Regions from separate parts of the Gasterosteus aculeatus genome. Here region 2 is linked to region 1. Evidence: chromatin contacts called from public Hi-C data. All regions are on one chromosome and are shown on one strand. Each heading gives the region's core, a stretch centred on a gene start, on an enhancer-like site or on the middle of the called end of the contact. The rest is flanking DNA. Distances are from core to core; before and after follow the strand shown. Region 1 holds the start of pecam1a (platelet and endothelial cell adhesion molecule 1a). Region 2 overlaps sec14l1 (SEC14-like lipid binding 1).

Region 1 (5,444 bases), core at 1,803-4,302:
TTGGCGCCGTCTTTGTAGATGGAGAACCGCATGCTTTCGTTGCCGATCCGCTCAGAAGCGTAGATGGAGACGGAGCAGGTCATTTTGAGGCGATCCCCCTCGAATAAGTCTTTGGGCTGCAGAGTCAGCTGTGGCTTTGAAAACAGCTCTGGAGGAGTGAAGGAATCAAGTATTATACAGCGGATATGTGGCGTACTGTTTAATAATGAAAACAAGACGATGATGATTTGATATTAGACACTTTATGGCAAAGTTATCCAGCTCTTGCCTTTGACTGTGAGCGTTTTATTGGTTTCCTTCTGCACGTTGCCCCACTCGGCCTTGCACACCAGCGTCCCAGAGTCGCCTTCGCGAGCAGTGAACAGGTGGCTGAGGCTGACTGGGGCTTTCTTGAGGACCCTCCTGTCCTTCGTCAGGAATACTTCAATGTTCTTCGGTGGATTCACCACTTTACAGACCACCTCCATTACGTCGCCCTCGAAGACGTCCAAAAAGGGCAGCACATTCATGGTCGGGGAGATGTAGAGTGCTGCAAGACACAACTCGGGAGAGTCAATCCCACGAGCCTCTTCGAGCATTCGGACATTCCCTTGGAGACGCGCGAGCTTCTGAACTAATCACCTTTGACGATCACCGGAATCTCGTTGCTGCGGTTTGAGCGTCTGGCCCCAGAAACCAGATTGACCTCGTAGTCACAGTACAGGGTGCTGTCTCCAACGCTCCTCAGGACCAGCGTGGTCTCCGATGAGACCCCAGAGGGGGGCGGCTGCTTTATCTTCTTCGAGTCTCCGGGCAGAGACATCTGGTAAAACCTGAAGACGAGGGGTCCCTTCTCCTCCGGCGCACTGCAGGTGGCTGTGAACTCCTCGCTCTCATAGGGTGAAGTATTGCTCAAATACAGAACGGGGGTCTGCAGGCCTGAGAGCGCAAACCAAAAGGAAGTAAAGCCGTCAGTGTTTGTTCAGAGGAAATATTACACATGATTGAGCTGCCTGCGAATGAGGTGTGAAAAGTCTTCAGAGTCAGAACTTTCCCGAACCCGTTAATAGCCATTCTTTACAATTTATAAGTTAGTTATAAATTAATGCCAGCAGCTGCAATGGAATGCAAGAAAACAACAATAGATGTTTTCCCTGCATCTATGGTATGTTTGCTTGTCCTTTGTCCTTTTCAGACGTCCTCACCAAGGACGTTGTTTACGAGTTGTGGCATAACTTCTCACAAAACAACGACGCAGCCAGAATGTTTGCTGTGATTGATATTTAACTGAAGAAAGTCAGGGAATGTTTTCGTTAAACTGCAGAAGACGGAACCTCAGTCTTAAATCTGTCGTGCTGTGGAAAATAGCTGACAGTATTGTGAATTATTCATCAACTGAAAACAGCACAAAACAAACACTGGTTTTGTCCAACGGGTTTATGTTGATTTTCCGCCCCCAAATGCGCTGATACGCAGCAGAATTCCAGCAATAAAATTGCATTCTTTGACGCCGTAGTGTCCTGTCAGACATGAACAATGGCATCTGAGTAAAAACAAATGAACCCCCGGTTATGAGAAATCCACAGTGCCAACGCGCAGCTTCACCTGCCACGTGGAGCTTTCTGCCGAAGCTGGCTTTGCTCTTGTCCCGGACGGTGACTCGACACTCGTAGCTGCCGGAGTCGGCGGCCCGCGCCCGGGGCAGTTGGTACGCGATGGAGTCGTCCTCGGTGGTGGAGGAGTGGACGGGCACGTCGTCCAGCCTGAGCTGGAAGTCGTGCTGCAGGTGGGGGATGTTGTCGTGGCTGACTCTGACGCGGCAGCGCACGGTCACCGGGGTGCCGCTCTGAACCGCGCCGCTGGGGAGGATCGTGAGGTCAACGGTGTCTATGGTGTACGCTGTAGGGCGGCACACGTCGCACAAAACAAACACACACATGCACATACAGACATGCGTGAGAGATGAACAGCAAAACCAACAGCAGGGGACGGAGCGAGCGCCACAATGCACCAGTCAGGGTGTGTTGGCGCTGCCCGGGCCTCCAGTCTGAGGGAGGTGCTGGAGGAAGGAAAAGGCTTCAACAAACGGCATCTGAACCCCCTGCAACCCCCACGGGGAGGGGGGGGGGGCGGGGGAGGTGTGTTGATTTATGCGGTGAAAAGAACTATGGAAACTGAAGCAGAACGTAAAGTCTTCTGTTGGTTCGAACCATCGCTCACACCCACCATAAGGGTTTCGCTCCACACTCCCGGAACATTTTGAAGGTGGATAATAATAAAGAGGATGTGGTACTTTGTAGTCGTTGGAAAGCCCGGTGCATCTCATTCGGGCGCTAAAGGTCGCGTTTGTGTGCACAAAAAAAACAAAACCCACAGGCATTTGCATCCAAACACAAGCTATTTCAAAGCTATTCAAAATTTGGCAGGTTTATTCAAACCGAGTTGACAGATCACCTCAGAGTCGTCTGTGCACCTAAAAATATCTTCAATGAATCTCACTGAAGACTTTCAGATATCAAGGAGGCCAGGAGAGCGCGATGCGATGCCCAACTCGCAGAAAATAAACCGCGCGAGGTAAAAATAGCTTTCTTAATCTGAGACGCGACACTACATTCGTTCCCATCGAGTCGCACACAGCGCGGTTGTACTCACACGGCTGTCCTCGGCCACCCTGCCCTGCGTTTGGAGGGGAAAAGACAAACAAAAGTCAGAGTCTGGAGACTGGGTTCGACTGAAGGAACGTCCTCGAACCCTGGCGGCGCGGCGGCTCCTTACAGCAGTGCAGCAGGCAGGTGAGGAGCAGCAGCAGCGGCAGGCTGGGGGGTCCGGACTCCATCCTGAGTGACGGAGGTTCGCTGCTGTGAGGCTTCTAATGCAGCTCCAGGGCCCACGAGACGGAGGCCGGACGGGCAGCCACAAGGATCAGGGAGGGCCGCAGGAAGGGAGAGGTGGAGTGTGAGGAGGACAAACCGGCATTTCGGCATTAGTGTGTGTGTGTGTGTGTGTGTGAGGGGGGGGGGGCTTGTGTTACCACACACTCTCCTTGTGCTGCTTGAGGGACCAGGAAATGACTCTTACTTCCTCAGGAATCTAGCGTTTAACGTCTCTCGATTCGTGTGCGTCAAAGGGAAATTCAAGACTGATGCCCCCCCCGGTTTGGATGTTTCCCACTCAATTAAACAGATTGATTTAGATGACAAGCATGAAAGATTGTTGTTTTATGTATCCAGAGAACAGCAGTCCAAACACAAGGGGCATTCTGCAGGAACCTAAAGGCTCCACTCTGACCTCTTACCGCAGGTGTCTTCCTCTTGAGTCGCGGTCGCATCTCTAATTAGACATATCAGATATTCAGTGTTTTCAAAACACCATCTACCGCCTTGCACCCCACACTCATTCATCTCGTTCGATGCTGCGTAAATCATTTATAGGGCACAAACTCACATTTTTAGTAACTGCAGGGCGGGTACAGTTCATCTGTACGTGTGTTTGCGCAATTTGGGGTGAAATTCACAACGTTTGGGAAAGTCCGGTTAATTTTGGCTACAGCTTGAGATACTTGAGAGACCTGAGAAGACGTGGATTTATCTCATAATCACTATCGTAATCGTGGTGAATATCTTTCATCGTCCAATTACAAGCCTCAGGCTGATTTTAGGACGCCGCTCAATAAAGTAGATTTCCCACCATATTACATGCATTATGCACAATATCAACATCACAGACCGCGATGGGAATATGAGCTTTTGTTGTCACAGAAGCACACAGATTTTAATACTGCAAATGCGGTTGCATTTGTATATAAATTGCAGATGTAAGTATGCAACTCTGTGCAGCATCCTGCAGTTCTTAACCGTGACCACTAAGAGCTGCTGAAGACCAACAGGACAAAGATTTGCTCATGTCTGGAGCCTGATCCCAGTCGCTTTCAGTTATGCTACATTCTACAAACAAAATGCATCTTTAGGGTGTGCAGAAGTACATCTGTATCTCCACAGAGCTGCTGCAGATGTGACCTTGATGGGAGACAGCCGTGTTATTCCCACACAAACTGTCCTTTCCGACTTGTGCTGTAATCACGGCATGAACGCGACCAGTCAGCCTCCGCACAGAGATGCTCCGGCTTGTGCTTGTTCCACACACACACACACACACACACATCGGTCCGTCCTGCTGTTGATCAGAGTTCACTCAGCTTTCTATTAAACCTTTTAAAAACACAGTGAGGATATGCACTCGGGCACCCTTCGAAAATGTTCGAAAAGCACTGCTCGGTTTAGGTTGGATATTCATTCAAAGTGAGCCAACAGGCTAGCAGACAGGTATTAGGTATTCTATTCTAGGTATAGTTCTGTGTACACATTACTTTGACGAACTTCTCTTACATTTGCTTAATATTATAAATAAACCCAGTTTCCCTGAAGGCTGGTTTGGAGGTTGTGAGCGCTGCACAGTGGTACTGATGTGATAACTTGACACTGTAATCTACAATCATTTTGTCTTCTTGACATATCAGCTTTATTTCTCCCCCTTCAGTAATGCAGCCCACTTCTTCCACTGACTCATTTCGCTGAGCGATATTCCACTCACGCTTTTACTGTACTTTCATGACTGTAACGAGAGTGTTGCATTGAAGAGGGAGATTGATGGAGGCCACGGTGGTGCCGTTGACACCGTCGGTTCTCGTTGGGTGCGGGGCGGCGGTTTGATGGATGTCTTCTCCCCGGGCTTCCGTCCTGGCGGCACTTCTCTCTCTCTCTCCAGTGCCGAGCAGGTTCTGGCTCTGCTGCATTCTGTGGTGTGGATCCCATCGTTTGGAGGTTCAACCATCCCAATGCGAACGCATATCAACGCGAGCAACGTCGCCTCTGCAGAGACGATGAGGGACGAGTATTCTGTGATGTCTTTTGCAAATGACAAAAGACATCCTACTGTAAGAAATGTATTTTGACATCATTGGCCACCCTTGGATGTCTGTTTGCATTTGCTTTAGTTTTTTTCCGATGTGCACATTTAAAATTGGAATCAAATCAGATGTATTGAAGATTTGCTGTGTGCAGATCCGTCCCATTGGCTGCTGCTGTGCTCACTGAGCTCACTGAGCTCACTGAGCCACCCTCCACCTTCTCCTCCCTGGCACAGTGCGCTGTGACAGCGTCGCGTCCCCGAAGAGTTTCTCCGCCGCTCATCGAGGCTCGGCGACTGGAAACACTGTGGGTGGAGGACGACGCGGAGATGTTTCCGCCGCGGGCAAAGCAGTCTGCAGGAAGCGTGTTGCTACAAGTCGAATACCCGGAGCTACGAGTCCCACGCGACCTCGAGCCCGACCTCGACGCCATCAGTCCATCACTAACTATCTGTTCAACATCGCTGATCCGTTTTACCAATTTAGCCGAGGGACTTTAAATTCCCATCGCCCTCTTCCCACTTTGTAAATAAGTCTTATTACCGACTTTCTCTCGCTC
Region 2 (5,444 bases), core at 1,097-3,596, 80 kb after region 1:
TTATGAATGTAAAACTGACGTTTAAACCGGCTGCCACACAGAATAACGGGAGAAGGTTTGTAGCTGGAGGCAGAAGGCTGTTCGCTTAGCTTAGCTTAGCGTAAGAGATGCCCGGCTCTGAGTAGTTGCCAGGCAACCAGCTGAGGGTCCAGGCAGTTACTGTTCTAGGTCAAGAAATAAGTTCGGTGGCTGCGTACGTCCCAGTAGAGAGATGAAAATGATCTTTCTACGCTTTACTTCTCTGTGTTAAACAAACAAGATGCTAATTAGGGCTAACAATAGTAGGTGGATGTTGTTACCTTTGGGCAGAGCAACGCAGCCGAGCTATCACCTGTCGCCGGGCTAAGCTAAGCTAACCAGCTGCTAGCCGTTTACATTTACCAAGCAGATGTAACAGTAGGCAAGAAAGCGCATTCCTCTAAAACTCCAATTGCTGCTTTAACTTATGATTCAATTTTTAATAACACCGGCCGCACCTGAACCATCTCGTAGCCAAGCCGGGTCTTTAAATAGCACACGTTGAGGCCTCGCGTGGTCGTTATCGACGTGAACAGCCGCAGGGCTTCACAGCTCGAGCCAAAGGGAGTCACAGCAACGAGTGCCAGTTTGGACCAATCCGCTGATCTGCATCCGCCAACGGCTTTAATGTGCTGCAATCCGGCCCAAAATAATAATTAACTCGCTGTCGGCAGAGAATAAGCGTCCCTTAATGCTGAGAATAGTTTATTTTAATTTACACAGTGCATAGAAGCAGGTAGTTGAAGGAAGACAGAAGTCCCGGGCAGACCGAGTGGTGCGGTGCCAGCGTGCACGAGGGCAAAGGTCACATGCACGAGCAAAAGTATGGGTTATATACGACCGACGGAGCGGTGCGGTGCCAGCGTGCGCGGAGGGATCGCTCGTGGGCCCGGCTCACTGCAACCACCTCGTGATGTTGGACGGACGAGGGAGAGCAGCGGATGCCGGTGCCAAGAAACACATTTTTCAACCACAGCGTTTTGGCTGCGCTTCACCTGCTCTTGTTCTCTGCTTCGCTACATCTGTAAGAGGATCGTCTGAAACAGCGAGAGAAACCAGCCTTTCCGTCTAAAATGAAAACCTGATGTTGGAAGAAGAGAACGGGGCAGTAAATAGAGATTTGCACACACCAAGTCTGCGTCTAGAGGCAGAAATATAACCTTTTGACTCTTTAAGACAGTTATTCAAAAGGACGCGGTTATGCAAAAATGCCAAACGTTGTTTGGTTCTAGCTTCAGTTCCACAGATCTGCTTTTAATTTGATCTTTTCTTCGTGTGATCTATTAATAAGCTGATGGACGCTTAGGGAAAAAGATGCGAGTTTGAGACCTCCCCTTGTGTTTTGTGATATTTCACGGGCTAAATGACTAATTGAGACAATCATTTGCAGATTAATAATAACATTAGATGCGGCCCTTTTGTTGCAACATAAGACAAGAACGGCTGCAAATATTCACACTTTAGAAACTGGAAAAATAGGATGCTTTGCACTTTTGTGTGAAAATGAATAATAAGCATTAATTAACTAGGCCCAACTGATTAATCAGCTATTTTTTTTCAGCTCTGATGAACTGGCAAAAAGTCTGCATATGGTGGTGATGTGGTGTGGAGACGACCAGACACCACATACTCCTCTACACAGCGTGAACGGATGAAAAGGGACCAGCAGACGAGAGAGCAGCCGGTCCCCAGAGGAGCCCGGGAGCTCCACAAAACCCACATCGGCCTTGAATGTTTTCCCTGTTCGCTACCCTAAGTGGGGAGGATTTCTTTTCAGCCCCTCTGCCTGCCAAATGAGACAAAAACGCAAAGGTGAGGCCTCGGCAAAGGGATGCGAGCAAAGACGGACGCCTTAAGAGGCACCTTACCAGAGCCGGTGCTGAGCGGGACGGACCACAGGCAGGAGGAAGGTGGTGCTTGTCATTTTCACGGCAGTGTGTGTTAGTGAATTGGCCCTTTTCGTGGCAGATACGCTAAGCGCTCATTGCAGCAGGAAAACCACGGACTGCATCATCGGAGCCTCTGCTCCGTTCACCCGTCAGTCAGCCAAAGTCCACCAAACGGAAGCCAAATGGATTGCAGCCCTCGTCAACTTCATTAATTACACTCGTGGTTTCCCTTCCGTGTTAAAATATCTGCCATCACGGGGTTCGGGTTTGCAACAAATGAATTTCGTTGCTTGCTAATTGATGAACGACTTGTAACAGAGTCTGCGACGCACTAAAATAATGATCCGCGGTTAAAGTTTTGACAACACTTACCACTCTGCTGAAGAAAAGCAAACACAATCATGTTATGATTCATGGCGGTTAGTTCCGTTTCCTTGGAAACGTGTAGTTTGCACAAGACTCTAAAGAATGTCATTAATTAGCGGCTTTTTGCGCGTTCTGGGTTTCATGCCCGGATTGAATATTTGAGAACCTGAGAACGTCAGGGGGGCAAAGATACCACCAGAGATGTACAGTAGTAGCGGTCTGATAAATAAGAGATGATTTCAGTAGAGCTTCTTTGAGTTCTTTGCAAATGAGGACAATGCTCAGAAATTGGCCTAAATTGAAGCGAGATAGATTGATGGTCTCTGCAGCGGAGAAAATCAATGTTAGAAGACATGAGAGCTATGAAGCATCACAGATAAATAGATGTGACTGTACCTATTTGTAAGCGGACATATTAATCAGGCCCCGCACACTCGTAGACCTGCATCACGTCTCTTCCACGTGAGATTAGTTAAACAGACGGGTCCACGACTCGGGTGGAGGCGGCATAAAAAACACGCACTTCTTCTCCCGGTGATACAACAGGGCTCGATTCAAACGCCACTTTCAGCCACAACCAGGGACAAAGTGTCTCTTAAAATAGTCCAGTGCTCTCCTTGTGAATTAGCGGGAATGTAACAAGGAAGCAAACACAGTGAGCGGGAATATAAAATAAGATCTGAGCAAAGGCCAAACGGTTTGGTGGGATTTGATCAGCACACGATGTGTCTCAGGTGCTGTGATGTTTCTACCCACGGCCCTTTAAGAATGCTGGAATGCTGAGACTGGGTAATTATTTTGAGAAAAGCTGAAATAAAAACAACCCCCCTGAAAAAAGCAGCCCCCCTGTTGACAATCTGCACGCCCGCCTCTGGTGTTTCTGAAGGATTATTCATTACCATGTGTCTATTCCCAGGGAAGGCCGGGTGTTTATATCCGTAACAACAACTCCCAGACTATTTCAGCAGCACGTCTGCAAAGAATTAAGACATCTAGTGTCTGTTCAACATTTTAAATTGACTGCTTCTCCAAACTCCCAACACCACCAGATTGAGGCAGATTAGAGAGCGAGCGGTTTTGGGTGGGGGAGTAAATCTTTAGCTGGTTCCTTTTGGAGACAAATGTTACGTTCAAAGGACAGAAATGCTTTAAAGCCACAGAACTGAGCGTCCGCACAACAAAGCGGTTTTCTGCACGACTTGTAACACAAACGTGAGGTAAAATTCATCTCATTAAAGAGGTGCAGAATACATTTTTCATAACAGGGAGGGGGGGAGGAGCGCGGTACCCGTGCTGTCTGAGCGGATACGTGTTGGATTGAATTCATGTAATCTGCTGCTTCACTTCTAGCGCCACCACGAGGTTCATTTGAAGGAATGTCAGAACACACACACACACACACACACATTCACGATGACCTCAGTTGTAATAACTTGTAAATACAAAATATTAAAATTTCAAAGCACGATGTTTAGGCATTGGGCCACATCGCAATAACTCCAATGTGACATTTCTGCACAGACGCCACAAAGAAGTTCGGAGAAGATCAGCAGTTTCTGTTGGGTCAAGGATACATAATGTAACCATGAATCATCCAAACACCCGTCCCTCCTTCTCAAGGTTGAATCAGGTCAATCCATGAAAGCTGATGCTTTAAGTAGGATTTGATTGACTTGCCTAAAGTTACCCGTGTAATGTATCTTTTTTTTCAACCCTGTGAAAGGCAGTAAAAGAATTCAGCCTTAAATCACATCAGTGCTCAGGGAACAAGGCGTTTTAAAGTAGATTCTGTGTATCGGGGGAAAGAGGTGCTGCTATTTATCTGGATAATGTGCGTCTTGGGAGGCCATTAGAGCCAGATGGGTGACACAGTAAATAAACTTCTGGCCAAGTCACTGCGCTTCTTCATTCTAACGACCCCCGACGTCACCAGCAGGAGGCCGCGCGCCAGTTCAATCAATCCCAAAGAAAACTAAATCCACCTGACTGGTCGGGTTAAGCATCAACACCACATAAGTCTGAAAAACAACAGTACGGGGAAAAAACAACACTGGGAAATTGAATTAAGATTGAGCTGAAAGCTTCTGATAAGTTTATGGAAATTAAAGTTTTATGTAAATCAGTTGCCGGCCGGGCGCCGTGCCAGATCGCAAGGGGCCGCACTGTACTGCATTTAAAGCAGCAACCAAGAGTCCAAAAAAAAACAAAAAAAAAACTCAGGGAACATTAACAGAGATTTCACATCACCTACTCGCTCTAAACTATCGCAGTAAAGTGATTAATAACCAAGCTTTAGAAATACAACCCAACTACTGCTTCTGCAGAAAATCCAGTGCAACGCCACAAACACAATCATGTTACAATCAATTGTAATGCTTGGGATAAATTCTTTATTCAAAACAATTATCTCTCTCTCTTTCTCTTAAAAGTCCAGGCAACGTGTGGAAGTGTGAACAATGCGGATGGGAGAGCAGTGGAGTCACAGAGGACACTGACATCTGGTGGAGGATAAAAGCAGCTGCATTTGGCAGAGATACTTTGAATATTTAGAAAATGAGGTTTGTGAGGCACCGGGCTTTGCGTTCATCAATCCAGCAGATGCACAGCAAATGCTGCGGACACGCATCTACTGCAACACGGTCGTTATGTTCACTAACATTAATAAAAACAAACAAAAAGACGAGTCAGTCATTCGACGGACAGGACACCTAAAATACATAATCCCCTAGAGATCAAAGTGTACAGTTTATTTTCAAATATTAATAACACAAAACTCTGTAAATATATAAACATTTCCACAAAAGCCTCCTCGCCTCCATCCGTGGAAAGCTCCGTAAGGCACGGTCAGAGGACTGTCGTTTCAAACATCTGGCGGGCAGATGCTACCTTGAGACGGTGGAGCTGGCGTGTGATTGGCTGGAGGACGTGGTGGCGGCACTGAGCTGGGAGAAGCCGCTGTGACTCGACCCCAGACTGGTCATGGATCCCCTGGAATAAAAAAAAAAAAAAAAAAAGGAACATTCAGGCGTGATTATACGCAATATTTCACAGTAATTGTATTACAGCAAGAACCCCGGACAAGACGAGAGAAAAGAGCTGAACGGACCTGAAGTCATGGGAGGCCAGCACCTCGGTGTAGTACATCATCTTACACTTGTGGGAGGAGACCTG

Evidence for each region. Hi-C and Micro-C count contacts between places; a contact is called where the count stands out from the background.
Region 2: a Hi-C map of skeletal muscle shows a contact between it and region 1, with 7 times the contacts expected there. The contact joins the enhancer-like site here to the promoter of pecam1a in region 1. A contact is called at or near these places in 2 of 6 Hi-C or Micro-C datasets (both in skeletal muscle).

What each region holds. Positions count from the first base shown.
Region 1 is chr11:14,478,357-14,483,800 of fGasAcu3.hap1.1, forward strand. pecam1a (platelet and endothelial cell adhesion molecule 1a) reads right to left here and starts at 3,053. Exons shown (of 15, transcript XM_040191581.2): 1 at 2,755-3,053; 2 at 2,632-2,655; 3 at 1,585-1,878; 4 at 622-918; 5 at 269-529; 6 at 1-148. The coding sequence starts at 2,815.
Region 2 is chr11:14,558,670-14,564,113 of fGasAcu3.hap1.1, forward strand. sec14l1 (SEC14-like lipid binding 1) reads right to left here. Exons shown (of 15, transcript XM_040191153.2): 14 at 5,380-5,444; 15 at 4,641-5,261. The coding sequence ends at 5,156. Among protein-coding and RNA genes, the nearest start is that of sec14l1, 9.2 kb to the right of the region's middle. Within about 2 kb of position 2,347, at least 1 of the 9 cell types and tissues checked has open chromatin away from gene starts, as enhancers often do.